4 separate regions of the Mus musculus genome follow, and regions 2, 3 and 4 are each linked to region 1. The links are chromatin contacts, called in public Hi-C maps. All regions are on one chromosome and are shown on one strand. The core of a region is the stretch at or near the end of the contact, and the rest is flanking DNA. Distances in the headings are between cores, read along the strand shown.

Evidence for each region. A called contact is a pair of places that touch in the nucleus more often than the background predicts.
Region 2: a Hi-C map of uterus shows a contact between it and region 1, with 4 times the contacts expected there. The contact joins two enhancer-like sites. A contact is called at or near these places in 2 of 484 Hi-C or Micro-C datasets (both in uterus) and 1 of 115 datasets of contacts at active chromatin or transcription factors (fibro-adipogenic progenitors).
Region 3: a Hi-C map of uterus shows a contact between it and region 1, with 3 times the contacts expected there. The contact joins two enhancer-like sites. A contact is called at or near these places in 7 of 484 Hi-C or Micro-C datasets (cortical neurons, muscle stem cells and uterus) and 5 of 115 datasets of contacts at active chromatin or transcription factors (differentiating embryonic stem cells, embryonic basal ganglia, embryonic forebrain and 2 more).
Region 4: a Hi-C map of uterus shows a contact between it and region 1, with 6 times the contacts expected there. The contact joins two enhancer-like sites. A contact is called at or near these places in 4 of 484 Hi-C or Micro-C datasets (cortical neurons and uterus).

Annotation. Positions count from the first base shown.
Region 1 is chr7:36,784,554-36,787,825 of GRCm38.p6, forward strand. No RefSeq gene overlaps it. Among named protein-coding and RNA genes, the nearest start is that of Gm36722, 88 kb to the left of the region's middle. Within about 2 kb of position 1,843, at least 2 of the 459 cell types and tissues checked have an H3K27ac peak or open chromatin away from gene starts, as enhancers often do. A contact at or near this core is called in uterus, where this site is marked.
Region 2 is chr7:36,068,440-36,071,715 of GRCm38.p6, forward strand. No RefSeq gene overlaps it. Among named protein-coding and RNA genes, the nearest start is that of Gm38991, 6.2 kb to the right of the region's middle. Within about 2 kb of position 1,557, at least 2 of the 459 cell types and tissues checked have an H3K27ac peak or open chromatin away from gene starts, as enhancers often do. A contact at or near this core is called in uterus, where this site is marked.
Region 3 is chr7:37,335,306-37,338,835 of GRCm38.p6, forward strand. It overlaps a transcript of Zfp536 not described here. Among named protein-coding and RNA genes, the nearest start is that of Gm30483, 9.1 kb to the left of the region's middle. Within about 2 kb of position 1,731, at least 96 of the 459 cell types and tissues checked have an H3K27ac peak or open chromatin away from gene starts, as enhancers often do. A contact at or near this core is called in uterus, where this site is marked.
Region 4 is chr7:35,900,843-35,904,366 of GRCm38.p6, forward strand. No RefSeq gene overlaps it. Among named protein-coding and RNA genes, the nearest start is that of Gm36234, 20 kb to the right of the region's middle. Within about 2 kb of position 1,484, at least 22 of the 459 cell types and tissues checked have an H3K27ac peak or open chromatin away from gene starts, as enhancers often do. A contact at or near this core is called in uterus, where this site is marked.

The DNA.
Region 1 (3,272 bases), core at 593-3,092:
GTGATACTAATCTCCACAAAACTGAGAATCAAGATTAAGCACCACAAAGCCCAGGCTCATGTTTCCCCCAGTGTTGTGGCTGGATTTATTCAAGGTGTGCTTGTTGTTGCAATGGGAGAGGTCTAAAGGAATTGTGACTCACCCCAGACCACGCTCCCTGTCAGCCACATAGCTGAGCCTGGAGCTGCTGTCTCTCCCTCCTCACGGGTTCTTCTCACCCTGTACTGTTTATTCCAAGGAGACTAAGGGCCTACATGCCTTGCTCATCCATTTTATTTTATTTAGTTATTTAATTATTTACTTATTTATGTGTTTATTACCCATCTAGTTCCAGAGATAACTTAGGGCTTTTGTACAGCTCATTAATTGCCTCATTGCTGGCTAGAAACAGGGAGACTAGCTGAGAGGGGTGGGGAATACATCAAGTGGAGGAGCCACAAGAACTGGGAGACACAGGAACCTGGAAGCTGGCTAGAGATGCCAACGCTGCTAGTCTCTTGGTCTCACAAAAGGGTTTCATGTTAGAAATGGCTCTGTGCCGGAAGTCCCTCCCACAGGAAATGCAACACTCAGCAAAGTGCTACACATTTTGCCCTGACCAGTGAAGAAGGCACAGTGTGTCAGGCTGGAAAAGAAGACTGGGCTATGCTTTGTATGTTTCTCATGGTCACTGCTGCAGGTAGCGATGGGAAGTCAGGATTGAGGGTGGGAACAGCAAATGGGTGGGCTTCTCCAGACCCTCCAGTATGTCATCTCCCATGTATGACCACTTACCCATTTCACACATGACGCCCCCTTCGTTTCCATCTGTAAGCAGATACAGTAACTTGTAGACTTCCCCAGACTCAGCATGGATTATAACAGAGTTAAGGTGGCTACAGTCGTCACAAGAATCCGGAGGTGAGCGTCCATCCTGGCCCTGCCAAGAGGGCAACAGAGGACCCAGTGTTGAGGTGTGCAGGTGCCAGAGTTCTCGATTCTTCTGGAACTTCACAGCACCTTCCAGCGCTACCCGGGCTGTCCAGCTCTGCCCACCCAAGGCGTCCTACCAGCCCCGAAATCAGTGTGTCCAGAGAAATGGGCAAAGGAGGTCACAGGATATTAATTTAATTTGGATTCTTCTTTCTGGAAGCCCTGCCTGGCAGCCAGCTCTCCCAACACCCACATGTCCGCAGCCCAACTGCTCCGTCCGTCAGGTCTTGTCCAAGTTAACTATTCATTTTATGTATTTTAATTTGTGCCGAACATTTATTTGGCTTAAGTTTCCTTTTCGGGGGTTGGAATGTGCCTTCCACACGCAGGCAGAGATGATCTGCTTGAGTTTCGTCAGAAGGAGTTTAGTTTACAAAGATAGTAACTGAGCTATTAAAACCAACAACCCCTTTTAAAGCAAACAGACCATTAAAATATAGGAACGGTTTATGGCATAAATAAAATTGAGGATATAGATTATTTAAAGATAAGATTTTTCAAGAAACAGGAATAAAAAAACACTTAAATAATTTCTCCACGGTAATTTTTTTTTTTTTTACAAAGTGAACTTAAAAATGCAAATGTAAAATTAAAAAAAAAAACGAGAGAGAAATACATTAAAAACCTATCTTACTAGAAGAGACATCCGAAAACGGCTTGACTAGAATATTTGATAAGTACATGATTTCTAAGGAGTAAAGTAGAGAGGGTGGTGGAAACTATTTGAATTCATAAACGGCAGCATTTACCCAGCTCGTAAAGCTACATCGTGGAAGAGGCAAGGCTTCTAGATCATCCACCCATGCTGACTGACAGATACAATAACTCCGTCCATTAGGCCAACCCATTGTCTTCTTTTCGGCACAGAAGTGCTGTACACGGAGGTAGTTTCCACTTCTATGCATATTTTAAGGGTTATTTGGCAACACGAGTGAAGCTAAAAGTAGCCTCTTAATCTAATTAATTGACATTTCTGAATCTTGCTTTCACAACAACACATGGTTTCGTGTTCTGGGTTTTAGCACTTGTCAAGCTTTTTTGGAGAATGTTTTGGTCAGAATGACAAGATAATTTGTGACTGAGGCTCCAAGCTCGAGAAGTGTTTAAGGCTATAATGATTTATTATCATCACAGAATAACAAAATTTACAAAGTGTCTCATCAGAATTTTTGAAATAAGTTTGCCACCATAGGAGAAGCAGGGAGCTGGGGGGTGGGCTGGGTCGGGAGACAGGGAGGGCTCAGAGTTCATATACAAAGGCAGCCATGACGGATTGGCTGAAATCTCCTCTATTAAAATGTATCTCTGCATGTTCCTCGGGAGGAACCACGGCGCAGGCCAGGAGGACAAGATGTGATAGAGGAGAGTGAAGGGAAGACCCACCCAGCCTTCTCCCCCAACCCCCAGTCCTTTGTAAGCAGGAAATCTGAGTCCCCAGCTCCACTTAGAACATATATGTGGCCGCAGTCAATGATGAATTGCTACATTTTGGCAACGGTCAGAGCGAAAGTAGTCACACTATCTATAGAAACTTTGAGATGGGGAACACTTGGAGTGAGCCACTGAAAATGCAGGAAACACATTTCTGAGAGGATGGAATAATATCACTGAGTGACAGTAAATTAACATGCTGACATTTGCAGACTTTGAGAGCATTGCCATAAAAAGAAGTAATACAACATGACTAATTTGGACTTCTTCTTTATTTCTTTCCTGGGAGAGACAGCCGTGGCCCTCCCAGGCCACCCGTGAGGCTGCCTCTCAGTACTTCCTTCTCTCTCTCTCTCTCTCTCTCTCTCTCTCTCTCTCTCTCTCTCTCTCTCTCTCTCTCTCTCTCTCTCTCCCCCCCCCAGGAAATGCAGGGGATTTTAACATTCCTTCTTGATGCTGAGTTCCAAAGACACTCCCTGCTGGGTCACACACATGGAGTGATGGGCACAGGAAGCACTCCGACCCCGCCAAGTGATAGCTGGCAGGGGTACACTTTGCTGATGTCCCTAAACCAGCTGCCTAGGGGGCACCGGGACTGGCAAGCAACAGGCACAACAGAGCTTGCCGGGGTATCAATGGGGTGACTGAGGCAGAAAGGACAGGATGTGAGTTTCCAGGTTGCTTTTCTTTTCCTTGGGCCAAGGATCCATCCTGAAAGGTCCTCCAGGGAAAAGTGGGTGTCTTTTTATATCCTACCTGCCTCTGAAAGGAAGTCTGTGTTGTTGTGCTTAGTGTACAGCAAGTATAGAAGAAAGATGGGTGAAAAAGATTAAGCAAATAAATGGATTATCCCAACACATCTACATCCA
Region 2 (3,276 bases), core at 307-2,806, 720 kb before region 1:
TTGCAAGGCTATCCCAACACTGGCATCCAGCTCAGAGGTCCTGTTTGCTGTCTCTCCCTTCTCTGGGGTACTATAACTTTCCCCTTTGTACTTCTGGTTTATACCCAGTCACTGATATAGATTAAATGCTCTGATCTATTCAAGGCAAAGTGGTCTTGTCTTTCTCACACATGTGGGGTGTGGGGGGGTAGGGGTTGGGGGCTGCAAACATCATAGCTGTCAAAATGTACCATATCTACTGGGTAGCTTGAGGAACAGCTGGAGTTGGAGGAGGAGATGTAGCAGATCCAGGAAGCCCAGATCCTAGCCTTGACCTTGCCACTTCTCAGCCATTTCCTCCCCTGTGGCTGAGTACTGTCTGTGTATGGTGAACCTGAGATGGGATGCACACACTACTCTTTCTACACCCACCGTGAGGCAGCCTTACCGGAGCACACGGTACCTGAACTTGGGTTTTTAGCTGGGACTGAACCGTGTGGTGCCCTGAACTTGAAGGGACTGTTGTGAAGGCCACAGCTGGCAAGCGTTTGGTGGCGTGTGAGTGGCTTCAGAAGAGCATCTAATCCAAGCTGTCCCGACTGCTGCTGGAATCCATATGACAGTCCCAGAGTCTGTTCATTGCGCTTAAGGGGAAATAAATACTAATTGGGCATTGAGAGCATTGGTGGGGACAAAGGCTGTCTTAGAGCAGAATCCGTGAAAGGGTCTTCATTCAGACCACAGAAGGTTTGGAGGAGGTCAGCTTTGATGCCCCCCTGGGGGATGAACAGGACCAGGTAATGAAAAGATTCTCTGAATGAGAAGCTTTGGGTGGCAGGCTTAGGGCTGTAAAGGTACCCCAAGAACAGAGCTGAGAACTCAGAATCCAACAGAGGAAATGACGGCTGTGCAGGATGGGGTGATGTGATTCTTAGTGAAGTCCCTCTTACTATCAAGAGAAAGGTGGAGGCTCTCTCTCTCTCTCTCTCTCTCTCTCTCTCTCTCTCTCTTTCTCTCTCTGCTAAGGACCATGGCTTTAGATAATTACACAGGTGAGGCTGGTGTGCACATTGTAGGCCAGTTGGAGGTGGGGTACACTTGGGCCACCCTCCCTGTGTTCCCCCTGAATCCCATCAGAGCCTCTAGGAGATGAGACTAAAGCTGGGAGAGCCAGGCACAAGATAGACCGGGCATGTCATTGGAAGCTCAGGTCTACACCATCTCTGCTTTGTCTTCTGCTTCCCGTACGAACATTTGTTCCCCAACACCTCAAGGTCTGATACCTAAGTTACTCTGCAGCCAGTGTCATTTAGAGCTCCTGGATTTTCTTGTCCCGTATTAACGGAAATGTATTTTTATTTACATCTTACCCCAACTGCCTCTCCCACACTCGCTTACACAGATACTCTGACAAAGTTCTGGCATCTCTTAAGGGAGAGGCTACTCATTACTCTGTCAGAGGTTATTTGACATCAGTGCTTTTACGAGCCTTCTAAAACAAACCAGGTACTTGCTTTAGGGCTGCAGACTAGGCCAGGGATAGAGTGCTTGCTTAGAGAGCACTCCCAAATTCCTGGGTCCCATGCACAGTGTATAATAGACAAACAATAACAATGACCACAGCTCAAACTGGGGCCTGGTTCCTAACATGTGGCCCCGATTTCAAAGCAAACGTTGTATTCTAAAATGCTAGGGCTGAGTTGGGGCTTGAGGTTTTTTTTTTTTTTTTTTTTTTTCAAGACATGCCAGAGAGTTAGGGCATTTTTGGAAATGCTAGAATGTTTGCTTACTGCTCTGAGCTCCAACCACTGGGTTTACCCATTTTCCTCACTAGCAAATGAAGCATGACAATGAAAAGCGGCCCCAGATTGTTCTGCCTGGAAGGATTCTCATATTTACTTGGTCATCTTCTGTCTGTACGGCTGGCCGCAATCTCCTTAAAGAGCCTTGTTCAGATCTGTCTGGAGTGAATCTTCCTGCTGCACATAACCGAGAGAGCAGCAAGAGGGGCCTGGCGAACGCCAGGCTTGTTATTCTTGTGCACACACCTGCAGTTTCTCTCCATCCAGGTTTGGGGTGAATGCAATTGCCTTAAGAACTGGCAGAGTTTCTTTAGGAATAAAACAAGGGGGGAAAAATCCAAGTTGCCTCATCAGAAATTACCTTCCTGGTAGAAAACCTAAACGCAAGAGGATGGATAAAAATAGATTTTTTTTTTTCTTAAATGCCAGGGAAGAGAGCTAGAAGCGCTTTGGCAGATCGGGATCTGTGGACAGACCTGCGCCAGGTTCTTAAGTTAATAAATATTCATTTTGAGGGTTTTTTTTTGGGGGGGAAAGGAGGCAAGTTCTAGGCATAGAGCCCTTGTTGGAGAAGTAACATCTATTTGTACAGCATTTTTGGTTCTTAAGAATAAGGTTCTCTCTCTCTCTTTTTTAAACTCCTCCCTAACAATTCACACCTCCAGCAGGCTAGCTGCTTGGAAGATAGATTCAAACACAGCGTCTTCTCAGTTGTAGCAAGCCAAGCCAGGTATAAAAGCCACATTTTATCTCCGTCTCAGCCACCTTTCTCTACAGCCACCCCTACCCCCCTTTATTCTGGACATGCAGCGAAAGCTTCATTCAATATTGATTGTGCTTTGATACATTAAAATCAAGAGTGAGTCGGGGCTCTTACATAAAAGGTGTATAGATACCATTCACACCGTTTTGACCAGAACAGTCAATATTTTAAAAGGATTTCATTTCCCTTCCAAGCCTGCAGGCAGTCTAATTCTCTACGAAGGGAAGGCACGGCCAGTTGGTGCGAAATGATTCCTCCCGAGGTGTCTAAGAGGAGGGTGGTATTATTAGTTTTCTTTTTCTTAAAAAAAAAAACAAAACTATTTTCTACTTGTATACAATTTAGCAAATTTGGAGCTTGGAAAAGAAGCCTCAAATACTTTCCCTTCATTTGGTGGGGAATAACACTTTGAATGACTAAAATAAAATAGAATAAAAGCATTTTCATAACAAATAATTCAAGGCAGAGCAGTAGAGATATTTCAAAGAAAAGATTCCACCTAAATGTTTTGAAAAGACAAAAAGAAGAGCGAGTGAGAGAGAGAGAGAGAGAGAGAGAGAGAGAGAGAGTGCCTAGTTGCAGTTGCTTTGACAGAGTTCAGGCATGAACGTGCTTTCATTCCGTTGCATGATTTCGATAAAATTAGGTTAAAGAAATGTTCATTTGGAAACAGTGCTTCGTCATATTATTCCCAACACACGTCTAGCAAATATATGAATCCCGCATTCATCT
Region 3 (3,530 bases), core at 481-2,980, 550 kb after region 1:
TTTTAGCTCAGCTTCACAAGGTCCTGTGTACAAGCCCAGCCTTACCTTGCAGTGAGTGGGTGGGAGGGAGGGGTGAGGGTTTTACATCCTTCTCAGCACCAGATGGACCTCATTCCTGTACACACCCAGGGAAACAAGCAAGTGGGTGGTCGTGGCCTGTTCCCTGGCTTCCTGTTTTCCATTGTGTCTCTGAAAATGAACACATCAGCTCTTCCTTCTAGTTTCTGGTTTGCGGTAGAGTTTAAGTGCCGGAGGGGGGACCAATATGGTAACGAGGCTTGTGCCAAGGGTGTGCACTGCATCCCATTCAAAAGACACAGTGGTCAGAGGGAGGGACAGCTCTAATACAGTGAATAAGGAGGCAGTCTACCAGAAGTTGTTCTCCAAGATTACCTGTGATAATCCACAACTTACACACAGCACTCATCAAAACTAGCACGATTTCTGTAGGGTGTGTGTTGGGGGAACCCTGTAGATGGCACCTCTCTAAAAACTGGGGTCACCTTCTGCCAGCTGCAGTGCCATTCTAGGTCCTGAGGTCAGAGAATGTGTGATAGAGAATTATAGACACCCCATTCCTTAAAGGAATCCATGCCTGCTGGTTACTCACCCCCGGGGCCTTCATCCACGGGAGATGTATGGACATGATATTTTGAAATCTGCATTTTCCTAGCGTGCTCCCTTCCCTGCAACTAGTTCTGGAACAATGGAAAATGGTGTAGAAAAAAGACAGAAACATAAACTTTCAGACTGCTGGCTGCTACTGTGGCACGCCTATGAATGAGTGAGTGAGTGAGTGAATGAATGAATGAATGAATGAATGAATGAATGAATGAATGAATGAATGGTGCCCTCAGAAAGGTAGCTATCTCCCCACCCCACCCCTCTCTCATGGAGTCACAAAAGAAACACAATTCCTTTCTTCTCTTTTCTTCCCCCTAATAAAAGGCTCTTTCTAAAAATCAAAGGTGTCAGACTTTGCTCTCCCTTGCTGGCATGATCCAGAAGATGGCTGAGGAATGACAGATGTCGGCATCCAGCTGCAATGAAGCATGCAAAAGTTTCTCTCTAATCCACTTATTTCTCTGTAGTCACGTAAACCAAAACAAATGGGCAGGGCTTTACATTAGGATGGCAGGGTGGGGGTGGGAGGGACGGGAGGGACCCAAAGCCACAGCACTAGGACTTCCATTGCATAATGCAGCCTCCTCCACGCCATCTTGCTATGATTTTTCCCTCTGCATAAGGAAAAAAAAAATCTCCCTATAGCGTGAAAGGGTCCCTCAACGCAGGGGATCCAGAGAGTCAGCTCCTATGTCCTTTTGTCCCATACAAGATGACATTTCCCAAAGGGGCAGTTGTAAAGGCAGGATAAGGGCGTCATTAGCACAGGGAGGCCGCAGAACAAGCACCCACACGCAGGTACACACAAGCACCCTGTGACACACACATCACACACCAACACCCTGCTAAACTAACAGGATCGGTTTAATCACCAGCACCGTCGTTTTCAACTACTTGAATAAATCCAGGGGAATTATAAACGAAGCCCGTGTGTAATTAAAGTGAGGGTTGTTAGACTCTTCATTTAATAAAACACTTGAAAAGAAAAAGCCCTGGTAGGTCTTTTTCAATGCCAGGGGAAGCCGAAGGGGAGGGGCGCGCGCGCGCGTAGGCGAGAGAGGCCGGCCTCTTTTAGCGTGTAGCTGCGCCCACCTTGTGAACCCATTCCCCTTTCAATCTTGTAAGGAGCTGGGAGGGCGAGGATCGGGTCTGGGGCTCTGTCACCCGCCAGCAGTTGTAACAGCTGCGAAGCGCTCGTTTCAGTGCAGGCGGCAAGGAGAGATGTGACGGATTTCGCCCATGGCAGAATGGCGTTCCGTTTCTGGCCCTTCAGGCAAAAACAGTAAAAGAAAATTCGAGATTTCCCCCCTTAAACTTCCCACAACAACCTCAGCAGAGCCACATGACTCGCCTTCTACAATCTTCCCTGGTGTGCTCACTGCTACTTTGGCAGGAACTCAGAATTACTGTTACATAAATTCCATCTGATGCCAGAGAGACCATCTGTGAGCGGGAGCTGCTTCACCTACGTCTGCCTGCAAAGCCACTCTCCCCGAGACAAGGGAGAAGGGGGGAAAAGAATTTGATTAATTTGCAGAATGCTTGTGATTTGCTCATATATTATTATAACTCCTCATCAGCACATGACAAATCCCCAGCCCTGGGTGCAGGCACCCGTTTGATTCCAGCAGTTTCTTGCGTCGACACCTGACAGACTGCGGAGCTTCTAATGACTTTCAGATGCTTACAAACAGTGATTCTATCTTCAGAATAAAAAAAGGGGGAAAAATTCCATAGGAAGAAAAGAGGAGTGCACTTCTTCCTCTGGCGCAGTTCCTTCCTGGGTACCAACATTGATTTAACTGGGAGGGTGGCTGAAGCTTCTAGAAAGGGGCCCTCCCAGGCCCCACCACGGCTATGACCACACTGCACATAGAAACAAAGACCCCCGGATTCTGGAGGGCAAGTCAGCCGAGGCCACACTCCGGTGATGCCAGACGGTGCCCAGGTGCCGGCCAAGGCTAAGACGGGGTACTCTCTCCCAGCTTCTGCGTTTCAGAACCCTGGTAATTTTGTCCACTTTTAACACACCGATCATCTCTCGGCTTCTACACACACACATCTGTGTGCTGACTGCAGTTTGGTTCCCGCCTCCCCCCCCCCTCCTCCTCTTCTTTGCTTTTAAAACTCTGATTATGCCTCCAAACCTCTGCCTCTGTACTTGATTGCCTGTTTTAGATTAGAGATTTTTAGCCAGGAGACAAAGACTTCCGAATGCACATTAGTCCTGCGTATGAGGACCCACAGAAGGAAAAGCGATAAAACGCAACGTGCCATCTGTCCACAAACAATAACCTGTGTGTTTGGAGGCTCACAAATTACTTAGCACAGAACCTTCCCAAATTACAGAGCCTTGAGACAGAGCAGAGCTGCGAGTGAGACCCTCTTTGATGTCCTTCGGTATTTCCCACCCCCTTGTGCTCGCCCCCCAAATTGATTGCTAACAGTTGAGGAATGTCTCCGTGACAAGTAGATTTTTATTATCTGCATCTTCCCGGTTACATTTGGCCTGGGACCCCAGCAGGCGTGGCTCCCCCCAGCTGCAGCTGCTTGGGACAAGGGGCCCAGATGCAGTCTGTCTCCTGCGTGTGGTTGTGAGCTTGGGGCGGGGGCGGGGGGGGGGGCGGGGGGAGCAGGTCTCCTGATCAGGTCCCCTTTTGATACAGAAAGATCCCAACCAACTCTGCCTGCCCAGAGAGCCAGTCAGATGGCTCTGCTCAGGAAAAATAGTCAAGGTTTTGTTGGAGACACGGTTAGTCTGTTCAAATTGCCCTCTTGCCCACCTTCAGCCTTCTCTCCAGAAACTGTCTGATACCCGTCCTTGTTCTGACTCTAAGAAACAGCCTCAGGAGCCCACGGGCCATCAAAGACTCATAATGGTTAGCTAGTGTCTGTGGTTCCTCCAG
Region 4 (3,524 bases), core at 234-2,733, 880 kb before region 1:
TGCTCACATCTTTACCTGTCAGCCATCGTTTTCCCACAGTGAGGACACACCCCCGAGTTTGACTGTCAGCACCTGGCTCCAGCTGCTTCTGGGTGGGCTTCAGATTTCTCAGTTCCGTAGCTTCCTGTCTTTTAATATCTGACTGAATAGGTCTTAATCACTTGCCCCTGTTTTTGACAAAAAAGATGTTTCTTGGAGATTCCTCAGTTTTTTTTTTTTTTCTGATGGACCTTGGTATAAATGTGGCAAAATGTCAAGAAAGCTTGAACTGGATTTTTGCCTGGGGTTGATATTAAAGTTGAAAGGATGGATGGGAGGGCATTAGCATGCCAGCAATACACATTTCATTTCATTCAGTAATTCTGCCTTTAAGTTTTTAAGTCATATGAAGAAGGGTTTCTGAATAAAAGGTTTTAGCCTCCGTATCAGCTGCAGGGACGTAAACAATTGAAGAGGGGGAATGAACTTGGTACACCTACAACTTAAAACACCCCACCAGCCCCGTGGCTTATCCTGGTAGGATGCTTGCCGGCCAAACCTGACAACCTGAGTTTGATCCCTGGGAACCACAGTGTGGAAGGAGAAAACTGACTCCCACAGATTATCCTCTGACCTCCATACCTACATCCTCTTCCCATCGTACACACACACACACACACACACACACACACACACACTCACACACACACACACACACACACACACACACACACACACACACACACACACACACACACACATACACACACGCACAGTGCATTGCCACTAGCAATAGTAATACTAGTGAAATTAAAATTGAAAATATTATGCAGCCCTTAAAAAGGTATTTTCCAGCTGTTTACAGAATTTACTTTAATTTGAACACTAGGTCAAACATCAGGTCTTCAGACAAAAAGCCTTGCTCTTTTCCTATGCCCATTTACCTCATCAAAACTGAAGCCAAACAGACTGAAATGTTAGTAAGTTGTCTTCATGAGAGAGGTGATTAGGGATGGTGGCTAGTTTTAAATTTGAGGGTTTTTTTTTTTGCCTTGCTTTATAGTTTTTCTGTCATTTGCATGTGTCATGTGTTGGATGTCCTGTGTGATGCAGGATGGCAGCCCTCAACCTCTGCGGAAGGAGCTCACAGCAGGTGCCTACAGCCTGGGGAGGGCTGTGGAGTCCGGGTGGCGGCAGCGGATGCAGTTTCTCACATGGCCGGAGGGTGGCAGTGTCCGCTCGCAGACTCCGGGCTGGCGGCTTTGATGACCTTTGTCAGCCGGCGCAGCCTCTCGTTTATCACCGATCACAGAGTGGAATGAACATATTTACTTGTGTTTTGCTTTCCACTTATAATATCTAGTGGCATGGGAGGGAAATGAAAACAATTGTTCATAGGGGAAATTTATGAGCTTCATCTGGCTGCATGATTCCCGCAGTTGCCCCAGCGCCGCCCAGAGAGTGGAGATGGCTCCTTATATCCCCAGAGGTCCTCATAGGGCCTTGCAATACTTGCCTCTGGCCAGCAGACTTTCCCACACTCTTCGCCTCCCTTTGAATTTGCAAGGAGAAGGAGCTTTACATGTCATCTTTTGGGGGTGGCACGGTAGTCCAAGCTGCAGGCTGAGTCCCACCTGAAGTCTGGGCTAGCCTTTATCTCTTGACAATCCCCCTAATTGCTTCTTCGGATGAGCTGCTGCTGGGGCAGGGCTCTGGGGACCCTTTGGAGCCTTAGAGAGCTCTCCAAGATCTGGATGGGGTGGGAGGGGCCCCTCCCTCTGAGGTTCTAGGAAAAGGGCAGCTCTGGGCTTAGTGTCCATGTGTGCTTTTTGTGTGGAAGAGTGGGAAACAAGGTGGGTAAGTCTACTCTTCCAGCCTGTCCCCGAATAGTGCCCCAGGCAGAGAGACAGGATTGCTCTCCCATGGAAGGCAGATAAGGAGGTGTCTTATTTTCAGGGGCTTTGGGCCCCAGGTTCACAGAACTTGGTGCTGAGAACCTGGAACCAGCTCTGTCTGAGGTCCAGATCTAGGCAAGAAGTTCTCCGAGAGCGACTCGTCTGTTCCTGCTGAGGCCACGCCCCTGACTCCAGCTTTCAAGGTCTCTGCAAAGAGGAGCCAGCCTCATGTTCCTTAACACCAGAGTGTGGAAAGGTGAGATGTGAAAACACAGAAGCAGCTATGGAACGCACGGCGGGGAGCCAGTACCTGTGTTGCTCCACAAGGCATTCTGGCTGCGCATGCGCTGGGGGGATGACAGCTATAAGTTGTCGAAGATCTGCAGCAGACCACCATAGGTTCACTATTCTGTTCTATCCTTTTCCTACTCTACAGGCCCACATTTCCATGCCATCTCCTCTTTCTTTTTTCCTCTTCTCTTTCCTTCTCCCTGCCCCTCTAACCCTACCCCCTTTCCTCTTTAATTTCTTACAGGTCCCTTCTTCTTTCCCTCCTCCCTTTCTCAGACCTGAGGTGAGTCTTTGTATTCCTGTGCTTGCTCGCCTGTGACCCACGCACACAGGCTCTTGCTCGCCCTCAGCATTGTTCCTGTCTGAGGCTGCCTCCTTCAGTTCCGTGGGTCTGCAAGGGTGTGACTTGACATGGGTGGGAGCTGATGTGAGATGCATCGGGCATCTTGGAGGTAGTGCCCCTCCCACGAGGACACCTACAGGTGAGCCTTTGGGGCCATCGGGCCAGCAGGTGTGCTGTGCACGGAGCATCAGGAAAGGCTCTGATGTAGGCCCAGTGCCCTGAATTTCCTGTCTTGGGACTCCTGGAACGAGGAGACTGAATCCATCCAGAACAGATCTTTGTCCAGTGAGCACTTCAATGGCAGAAACAAGAGAAACGGGTCCGCAGACCCCTGCATAGCTGTAGCGACACTAGTACTTGCCCAGGACGGTGGTTTGGCTGATCAGTGTTTCCAGCCCCCGGGACCCTCCCTCGGCTCATTATAATCCACCATATTTCCCAGTCAGTCTTATAATCGAATTACTCAAAATTGCACAGCTTTATTGCACAATGCTAAACTTCAAGACAAACAAATGCTCAGGTAATGAACAATTATTTATGACAAATTATTACCTTTACTCATAAGACTAGTGGTTTCTATTAAGCTTAGGAATGGTGCCAGGCCCTCCTCCCAGCCAGCCTCTCCTGCCTGCCCCTCCCAGCCAGCCCCTTCCTTCCAACCCCTCTCTGCCAGGGCGCTCAAGGAGCTGAGGGCGCTCTGGAGGGTGCTGCGTTTGTGCACACACCCGAAGTTGTTCCTGCGGGTGTGGATGAGGACAGGTAGTCCACTCTTCCCTAGAGTCGTGGCTATACCCCTGTCTCAGCTTCGGCCGGGCACTTCCTGTGGGGCTTCCGGTTTTCTTATCTCTTTTGCATACACCAAGACGGAGGCTCAAGCTCAGGGAAAACGGCTTCGCTTATCCATTTGTATTTAAGTTTTAGTGTTTTTCTCTTCTTTGAAACTAAACTCAACTTTAAAAATTATTTATGGACTCAATAACATATGTTTAGATTATTGAACCCCCCTTTTTCCTGGT